Linked DNA regions of Mus musculus: region 1 is linked to region 2. A link is a contact called in public ChIA-PET data. All regions are on one chromosome and are shown on one strand. The core of a region is the stretch at or near the end of the contact, and the rest is flanking DNA. Distances in the headings are between cores, read along the strand shown.

Evidence for each region. ChIA-PET counts read pairs in DNA pulled down with a chosen protein or histone mark.
Region 1: a contact with region 2 is called in an RNA polymerase II ChIA-PET map of memory CD8 T cells, with 10 read pairs. The contact joins two enhancer-like sites. A contact is called at or near these places in 1 of 484 Hi-C or Micro-C datasets (embryonic stem cells), 1 of 115 datasets of contacts at active chromatin or transcription factors (memory CD8 T cells) and 1 of 9 other capture datasets (embryonic stem cells).

What each region holds. Positions count from the first base shown.
Region 1 is chr6:145,185,563-145,189,909 of GRCm38.p6, forward strand. It overlaps Casc1 (cancer susceptibility candidate 1), which reads right to left. Exons shown (of 16, transcript NM_177222.4): 10 at 249-330. It overlaps Gm15543 (predicted gene 15543), which reads left to right. Exons shown (of 2, transcript NR_157240.1): 2 at 1,803-2,068. Among named protein-coding and RNA genes, the nearest start is that of Gm15543, 5.5 kb to the left of the region's middle. Within about 2 kb of position 2,144, at least 129 of the 459 cell types and tissues checked have an H3K27ac peak or open chromatin away from gene starts, as enhancers often do. A contact at or near this core is called in memory CD8 T cells, where this site is marked.
Region 2 is chr6:144,900,853-144,905,441 of GRCm38.p6, forward strand. No RefSeq gene overlaps it. Among named protein-coding and RNA genes, the nearest start is that of Gm32124, 5.4 kb to the left of the region's middle. Within about 2 kb of position 1,954, at least 178 of the 459 cell types and tissues checked have an H3K27ac peak or open chromatin away from gene starts, as enhancers often do. A contact at or near this core is called in memory CD8 T cells, where this site is marked.

The DNA.
Region 1 (4,347 bases), core at 894-3,393, 280 kb after region 2:
TGAGGCAGGTTACCAATGCATTCTGGGATCAGTGCTGAACGTCATTTGTCTGGAACATATTTTTTCCCTAAGTACATAACTTAATATTGAGTAGAAAAGTATGATTATTGATTATTGACAGTTTTTTTTTTTGTCTGAGAGGGACTGTGGAGGATTTGTGCTTCAAACATATTTCACTCTACAATGGCCTTGCCTTACTTTTCTGTGAAGGAAGCCTCCATTACACACCGAGGGTGGGGACAGAATACCTGCTAAGACTGCTTCACTCAGCAGCTTCATCTCCAGTTCAAGTTGGGTGGTTTGGGAATCCTCCCCTTCAGAGTCGGAAGTCTGCAATAGAAGAATGGCTGGCAGTGAGCATCAACATCCTCAGAAATTATTCTCTAAATGCAACAGGAGGGTATTGGTCCGTAAAATAGCCTAGAGACCAGGGTGAGGCTCTGTCTCAAAAAGCCAAACCAAAAGGACAACAAAACCAGCAGCAGGAACAGCGGCAGCAGCAGCAGGAATGGCTTTTTTAGCACTTAGCCTAAATGCTGTCACTTCAGGGACAGTCTCTGGCCTGTTGATTTGATTTGTGCGTATTTTGTCTCTTGATCACCCTATGCAATCTTTTCAGTACACATGCTGGTGTATATCCAGAATATAGTAGGCTGTCACCCCTCTACAAGGCTGCTCATTAGAGACAAGTCAGTAGACTGGGAGGTGGCCCAGCTGGCAAAGTGCCTGCCTAGCATGCAGGAGGATGGGGTTCAAGCCCCCAGCCCTGCATAAAACAGGGTGATGGTTTTTGTCTGTGATCCCAGCACTCTGGTGGAGGCAGGAGGATCAAAAGTCCAAGGCCATTCTCAGGTACACAGCCATTTGAGGCCAGCTGGGTTACATAAGATGCTGTGTCAAACCCCCTAAATCCAGAGAAACAACAACAAAGCAAACAAACAAAGCCCCCAAGATCATTCAATGGTAGAACCCTGAGGCCACATGGAGTCTTAGGTTCACTCTCTAGGACCAAACAGACACAACCAAAGAAAGGCAACATCAGGCTGAGTTTCTTATAGCAGATTTCACCTGAGAGTTAGACTGTGTGTGTGTGTGTGTGTGTGTGTGTGTGTGTGTGTGTGTGTGTGTGTGTGTGTGTGTGTGTGTGTATGCGTGTGTAGTATGAGCATGTTTGGGCATGTATGCCTCTGTGTGAATGTAATGTGTGTATACACATTCAGGCATGCACATGTGTGCATGCATGCTCTTGAGTGTACATGTGGAATTTTCTTATGCATGCTTGTTCAGTTTTTCTTTTGGAAGGACTGGGGATTTAAGCCAGGGCCTCATCCACACCGGCCAAGCATCTGTCGCTGAGTTACATTTCCAGGCCAGTTCAGTCCCTTAATGAGAGAGACACTTCGAAACTTAACTTTCAATTCAAAGACCCATGTCCATCTATCTGCTTGTTCCTCAGGGTAGTAAAATATTTTTGAAACTACTATTTTAAATGTTCTACTTTGAATAATTTCTCATTAATTATGCCCTACTCAAATTAGCCCTTTCTAAACATGTTGTGCTATAAACAACTTAGAATGTTTATGGTATTTTAAAATATATTAAACATTTAAATATTTTTATTGTTAAATATTTTTTTAAATATTTACAATATTTTTAAAAGCCATTCAAATCAATTAAGAGTCGGTATTAAGAGCCCTCTAGTGGCCAACTTCTTAATAAGCTCATGAAAAAAGAAACCTACACTGTCATTTAATGTCAGAGAATTTTCAATTTACATTACTCTTCACTCTCAACTTGACTAGATCCCACCCTGAACATGGACTTGCGATTCTGTGAGATGATGTCACAACCTAAACAGAAAGAGAAGAGAGAGAGAGCTGAACATGGACGTTCACAGTCTCTGCTGTCTGGCTGCAGAAACCCCGTGTATCGCTACCTCGCGCTCCCGCTGCTCCCGTGATACACTGCATCCCGTCATGCCATGAACCTATACAATCCCTTCTTTCCCTAAGTTGTCTCTGCCTGCTATTTGCCACATCAGTGAAAAATGAAAGTACATAGAAAACGCAGTATTGAGGCGCAGCGATGTCACTGCGAGCAACCTGGCCACGTGATCATAGCTTTGTCACCGCGAGCAACCTGGCCGCATGATCATAGCTGTCACCGAGCATCCTAGCCACGTGATCACAGCTTTGTCACCATGAGCATCCTGGTCGCGCGACCATAGTTTTAGAACTGATTTGGGGCGAATACGGAAACAGCCTAGAGCCATAAGCCACAAGAGCCCTAGAATTCTGTAAGCAAGAGCTCAGTGGCTGTCCGGGTGGAAGTTTGGTAGAAGACAATAATGAGAAATCAGTAGAGTGTATGGCTTTTCAGACAGGGTACAGCATGAGGCTTCAGAGAGGAAGAGGAGGAGGAGGAGGAGGAGGAGGAGGAGGAGGAGGAGGAGGAGGAGGAGGAGGAGGAGGAGGAGGAGGAGGAGCCGTTGTCCTGGGAACTAGGCTAGAAGCTGATGATGTCATATCCTGGCATAGGATTTCCTAAAAGTTTGAATGAGGCTGGATCCAAAAGTACTGAACTACATTGACATTTTAAGACAGAAACAGCCAGGCTGGTTGTGGTCACTGCTCACAGTGCTTAGATTCATAGTGAGGGGGTAGAGGGCTTTAAGTAATGTCCAGTTTGGCGAGGAAAGGGGTGAGTCTAAAGGTACAGGTGAGGAGGGTGGCAGCCCCTCTATGCTAAAACTCTCAGAGCCATTAACGGAAAATTGGGACAAGTGGGGGTGGGGGTAGGGTGCAACAGAGAGCAAGACCCCACCCATCAAAGGCTCTAACTCAGATCCTGCCTGGGCACTTTTGCCTCTGTGGACATCCTGCACATGTCCTCCTTACCATGTCAAGTGCTGTCAGGCTGGAGGTATGACAGCAACAGCACACATGCCTAATATGTTGAGAGGGGGCCTCCTGGAAATGGCCCCTCTCTCATCTCCCCACATTCTCAGTGTAAAGTGTTTCCTATCCCAACTCCCAGCCTGCCTTCACAAGCTCTGGGAAAGCGTATGAGGCTCCTGGCAACTGCCTGCTTCGGGGTTCTGAGATCTATCTGGGTATGCCACAGGATGCTCCGCCAATCATCACACCAACTGGAATCTACCCAGGGCAGCATTCAATGGTAATAGAAAGCAGACAGGCGTGGTTAGCCACATTCTCTAAGGCCATTAAGACTAAGTCAGGATTAAGCGTGGTCCTTCCAAGTTCAGAGAGTAAGTCAAACACCTGCTGGGACAGGTGTGAGACCCTAACACACACAGGTCCTGCCGCTGTTGTTATGAATTCACAGGCTTACGCTTTTAATGTAAAGTATTTCCAGGATCCGGGGATTGCTCAGAGCAGGCAAGAGCACGTGCTGTCCTTCCAGAGGGCCTGAGTTGTTTCTCAGAACCTGAATGAAGCAGCTCAAACTCACCTGCGCCTTCAGCCCCAGGGGCTGCTATGCCCTCCCTGGCCGCCCCTGACACTGCACTCATGGGCACAACCCCACCAACTAAAACCAACACTGTTTTATGAAAACTGTTTCCTAAGTGACCTACATTAACAGAATGGCAAACTGCAACTCCATGAGGCCACCCTGACGGATCCCTAGATACAAGATGGAATGCTTTAGTTTGCAAATTCAACCCATGGTTCAAATTACAGTTTCTAAGTTCTGTCATTTTGCAGTTTTTAAGTTAATGCAATTCTTATGTAAGACACTGGTAGATTTACATCAAATATTAACTATGATCAAGCCACTTGATGCAGAGTGGAGAATCGTCCAACACCCCGACAGGCCAGGAACGCTGCGGAGTCTCTTGTCAGTCACGTCCGTGATGACGGTTCACTTGCTCTGTTCTGACTGCGACTCCTGTGGTGCTTGACGTGAACCCCCATTTCCTTTTATTGTATTTTAAATTCTTATTTACATTGAGATGATGCTGGTTCAGGGACCACTTCCCATGGCCTCCCACTCACCCACATATTGCCTCCTGTCTGACTGTTAAAGCGATCTTTCCTCTCCCTGGGAATCAAGCAATGGCCAGGAGGTGCTGATCTCTGAGAAAGCTACCATTCCCAGAGCTGAAGTGAAACTGAACAAAAGAATCCTATTTCCTGAAGGGAATTTTTATGTTTGTTTCTCAGACAGAGTCTCACTATGTAGACCAGGTTGGCCTTGATCTCGCAAAGACCTGCCTGCCTCTGCCTCCTGAGAACTGGCAGGTTTTTGAAGAAGAAAACTGATCGGTCATTTCTGGCTCTGCAGCAGCCTTGTCCAGTTCTCTTCCCTGCAGGCCTGTACACCTTC
Region 2 (4,589 bases), core at 704-3,203:
CGTGGTGGCGCACATCTTTAATCCCAGCACTCGGGAGGCCGAGGCAGGCGGATTTCTGAGTTCAAGGCCAGCTGGTCTACAAAGTGAGTTCCAGGACAGCCAGGGCTGCACAGAGAAACCCTGTCTCGAAAAACCAAAAAAAAAAAAAAACCCCATATAGTGAGTTTGAGGCCAGCCCGAGCTTCATTAAGATCTGACTCAAAACAAGAAAACAGCTCAAAGAAATGTTTTTCAACCATGGACACAGTTGGCCTTTCAAGTTGCCTACGTGAGAGATCTAAGTATCCACACTGGCTTCCAAGCACTTCCCTATCCTTTCTCTTCATAATCTAAGAAACAAGACAGATAATATTCTGCTGAAGGTCATGTTGTCTCCTAAGGTCATGTGCTAATTAGCAGTGCTAATTTCTAGAGACCAGATCTCTTCGCACCTTGTTGGTGGGGACACATCTTTACCTGGTGGGTCACTGAAAGTGCTTCATGGTGCGGACTTGGAAAGATGGTGTCTATATTTAGATTGTTGGTGTGCACCACTCGCTGGGTAAACACTGTTGGAGCTGCTTTTGATAGGTGGACTTAGGCTTGCACAACCAATGGAGAGCAGGTAGGTAAGAGAAGAGACTGGGATGTCATTTTAGTTTGGAAACCATTAAATATAATCATCTGTGTATGTGTGTGTGTGTGTGTGTGTGTGTGTGTGTGTGTGTCCATGTAAGAAAGTGAGGGAGACTTAGAGGTGGAAAAATAACACATTCCAGCCCATAATATGCTGCCGCCCTCTGTGTCCCACAATCCATGAAGATGCAGTGAGACGCCATAGGTCAATCAAAGCCAGGAAGGCTGAAATGTGTGCTAAAGTGTAGGGATTAAAATATTATGCCTGACACTGTATAATGCATGGTGGGAGAAAAAAAATTTTCGTGAGTATAAATTAGCTTTACTGTTGAGTGTAAAAGTCTTCCTTTTGGTTATTTATGAAGCTTCATCTTGAAGATTGCCTTCCCTGCGTAACAAGCAAATCAGAATTTGTCATGTGCAAATCTTGTAAAGATTGCAAGGCCGGTGCATAATTAGCCTCAGAAAAGTGTGACCAAACTGAGTGAGAAATAAAAACACTATGTAAAGGCAGGCAGGCCAGGGGAGGTTGGGGCGTGTTTGGGGCGTGGTCAGTCGTGGTGGGCCTTGATCAGGGTGTGGTCGGGCCTTGGGCGGGGTGTGGTTGGAGTGTGGTCGGCCCTGGAAACTTTCACTCTAGGTTTTCCTGACTTGGTGATATATGTTCAAAGTCTGGAGAGAAAGTAAAATTATGTAACAAGTGTTTCTCTTCTGCTGTTCAAACGGCTGCTATTGTTCCTAGATCAAAGACTTTGGTGATGAAGTGCTTACAGGGCTCTGAGTAGGAAGAAATATTTAAATAGGGAAGAACAGAGAGCGCAAGCTGGCAGAAGAAGGAAATAAGGGGTGGGGAGGAAGGGCTGGCGCGGTGATCTGCCAACGGTGAGTGCCTAAGACCCTCAGACTGGAGCATGCCTAAGCTTCCCCGCTGACAACCTCACTCAAGCTCCGGTTGTATTTCTGCTCTAAAAATCAGAGGCGAGCTCCCCCCACCCCACCCCCTGGTGCCACACATGTGCCCTTCTGCCTAATCCAGTGTGTAATGTTCTGAAGTCATGTTTGAGTTTCCTGTAAGGCACACACCGCCCTTCTTCACCAAAGAAAGACTTGTTTCGAGGTCAGATGTTTCTCACCAAGACACGGAGAAAATCCCCAGCTAATTGCTGTTGTTCAAACCCTCTTCCATCTCCTGCCTCCAGGGATGGAAGCCCGGTGCCCCCGGGGACCATTACATAGCAGTCTGTCAGGCCTTCGCGCCTGCGCAGCCTGCTGAGCTCATCCTCTGGCAGGGTGGAGTGCAGGCCAACGCTGGGTGTGAAAGCTTTGAGGGGGAAAACCCAGGAAGTGGTCGGATGACTCCGTGCTGGTACTTTGTTGAGTCAGACCTGGGATGGTTTCAGTGTGCAGAGTAGACACCAAGCTGCCAAAGAGATGTCCATCCTCTCTCTTGTCCCTTGGGTGTTCCTCAGACCTCGGGACCTCTTCCCTCACTTTGATTGCGGAGTCAGTGCCTTCAAGCCCACTGTTCTGTCCCAGCCCAGGTACCTGACAAAGCAGCTGCAGGGCTGCTAACAATACACTCGTTGTGTCTGTAGAGTGAGAGCCAACACAGAGCGTGTCCGGAATCTGATTCTTAGTTGTACAGAGCCTCCTGCAGCCTGTATTCTCTTTAAAATGCTTTAGCTGTTCCTGAATGTCTTCTGGACCAGTTCTTATCACTCTGGCAAACAGGCTACTTAAAAGGAGGAATGGCTCTTTGGGGCTCATGGTTTGAAAGGGTACAGAGGGAAAGGCGAGGAATTCACTGCTGGGGGAGCAGAGGGTACGGCTGAGAGTCTTCACCTCTCCACACACCAGCAGGCAGGAAGTGGGGTCAGGTCACAAACCTCGAGGTCCGCCCCAAAAGCAACCCACTTCCTCCAGAGAAGCTTCGTCTCCTGAAGGCTCCGTATCTCCCCCCACAGGACCACCAGCTGGGAACGGGTGTTCAGATGCCCGGGCCTGGGGGCACAGTCACATCCAAAGCATACATAACGCACTCCTTAATCAAGTCATTGTCTGCACTCTGAGAAGCACTGTCGAGCAAATGTCTTGTCACTTAATCTTGTCACTTGGACAGAGTGGTTGCAGCATAAATTCATATGGAGAAGACATCTGATAGAGTTTAAGTCCTGCACAAAGCAAATTAAGGATTTCTGGGAACTGAGTAGGCAATAAGGTAGAAGGGAACAGGGGGAGGGGGTGGAAATGAACATCCGTGCTCTACCCATGCATCCAAACAGACATTGCTTTAAAAAAACAAAAAGTCAATTTCCATGTATCCGTGCCCTTTATAACCTTCCTAGGGAAGGTTGTAGGACTTTCTGTGGTCTTTCTATACTGTAAATATGAGCGTGATAATGCTTTTCAAACATTTCTACTCCAAAAAAAAAAATTCTTTTAATGAAAAGCTACAGCCCAGAAGTCAAAGGGTCCACACCCACCCTCCCATGCTGTTCATGTCTGTGGGTTCCAGTAATTATCCTTAAAAATTCCCTGAGAGCAATTTCTTAGATTAATGACCTTCAGGGAGGCTGACACCTTCAGAAGTTAGCAAAAGTTCCCCCTCATTAGAGAATGTGCAGGTGGAATTAAGTTTAAAGAGATGGGGAGACTGTGCTGCCTTAGCTCGGAAGATCCTCTGTGGAAGAGGGATGGATGCAGGAGGGTCAGAACACAGAGAAGGGACAGGGGACTGGAGACTGGAGTGGTGTGCTTTGTAAAACAAAGGAAGAAGGAGCCCTGAGCCAGCAAGCTAGAAAGGAGCAGAAAGAGTATTCCCCCCTCGATGCCTGCAGAAGCAACGGAGGCCTCCTGATCCTTCAGTGCAGTGTCGCTCGGAAGCTCCATCCTTACAGGGGCAGTTTCCATGGCCAAGCTCCTGGTGACTTCTGCCACACCTGCCGGATCTGACAGAGAGTGAGACATAGGAGCCCAAGGGATGGCTGCACAGTGAAGACACAGAGATTCCTAGACAGACCTCCCGTTCTGGGCAGCATCTTTTTACTGTGCCAACCTAAGAAAGTCAGCATAAAGGAAACTTCATGTATTGTGGCTCACAGATTCAGATTTCGGGCCATGGTCACTTGTTCCATCTCTCTGGACCTATAAGAGGCAGAAAAGCATGGCAGGATGGGTGTGGACAAGAAAAGCTGCTTGCATAGAACAGACCAGAGCAGAGAAAGGAGAAAGAAGGGAAGAGGAGGAGCAAGGGGAAGAGACGGGAAGGAAAAGGAGGAGGAGAGACAGGAAGAGAAAGGGGAAGAGAAAGGGGAGGAGGAAAAGGAAGACAAGGAGGAAGGGAGAGAGGGAGGGAAGAGGGAAGGGAGAATATTGAACGTCACTGTTTCTATAAACCACTACATTTCTGCTTCACCAAGGAAGAAAGGAAAGAAAGCAGAGCAGAAGTCTCTATATGCACAGTAAAAACACTGAGCCTAGGGTTACTGGGAAGATGGCTCAGCAGTTAAGAGCACTGGCTGCTCTATCAGAGGACCTGGGTTTGATTCCCAGCACCCACAGGGTGTCTCACAGCCACCTGTAATTCTTTTTCCAGAGTATTTTACGCACTTTTCTGACCTCCACAGGGACCAGGCACCCACATGGCAAACAGACATATAAGAAGGCAAAATTTTCATACGATAAAAATAAAGCTATAAAACAAAAAAGTAGAAACACTATAATCCATTCATGCAATAGTCTGGAATCTGCCTTCTGGGCAAGGTGATACCTGTTGGCACTGGGTGGCACTGGGTGGCACGGGGACATACGCCAGGCAAGAGTGCCTGTTGTCCATTTAGAAGCAAGGCCATTGTGAAGTCACCTGATGTTGACACAGGCCAGTGTCTAGAAACACCTGTCAATTTGCTACGTGTCTGATCTTGATTTAAATTGTGGTCACTGTCCAAGCAACCGCAGCAGAATCTTTCTGCTAC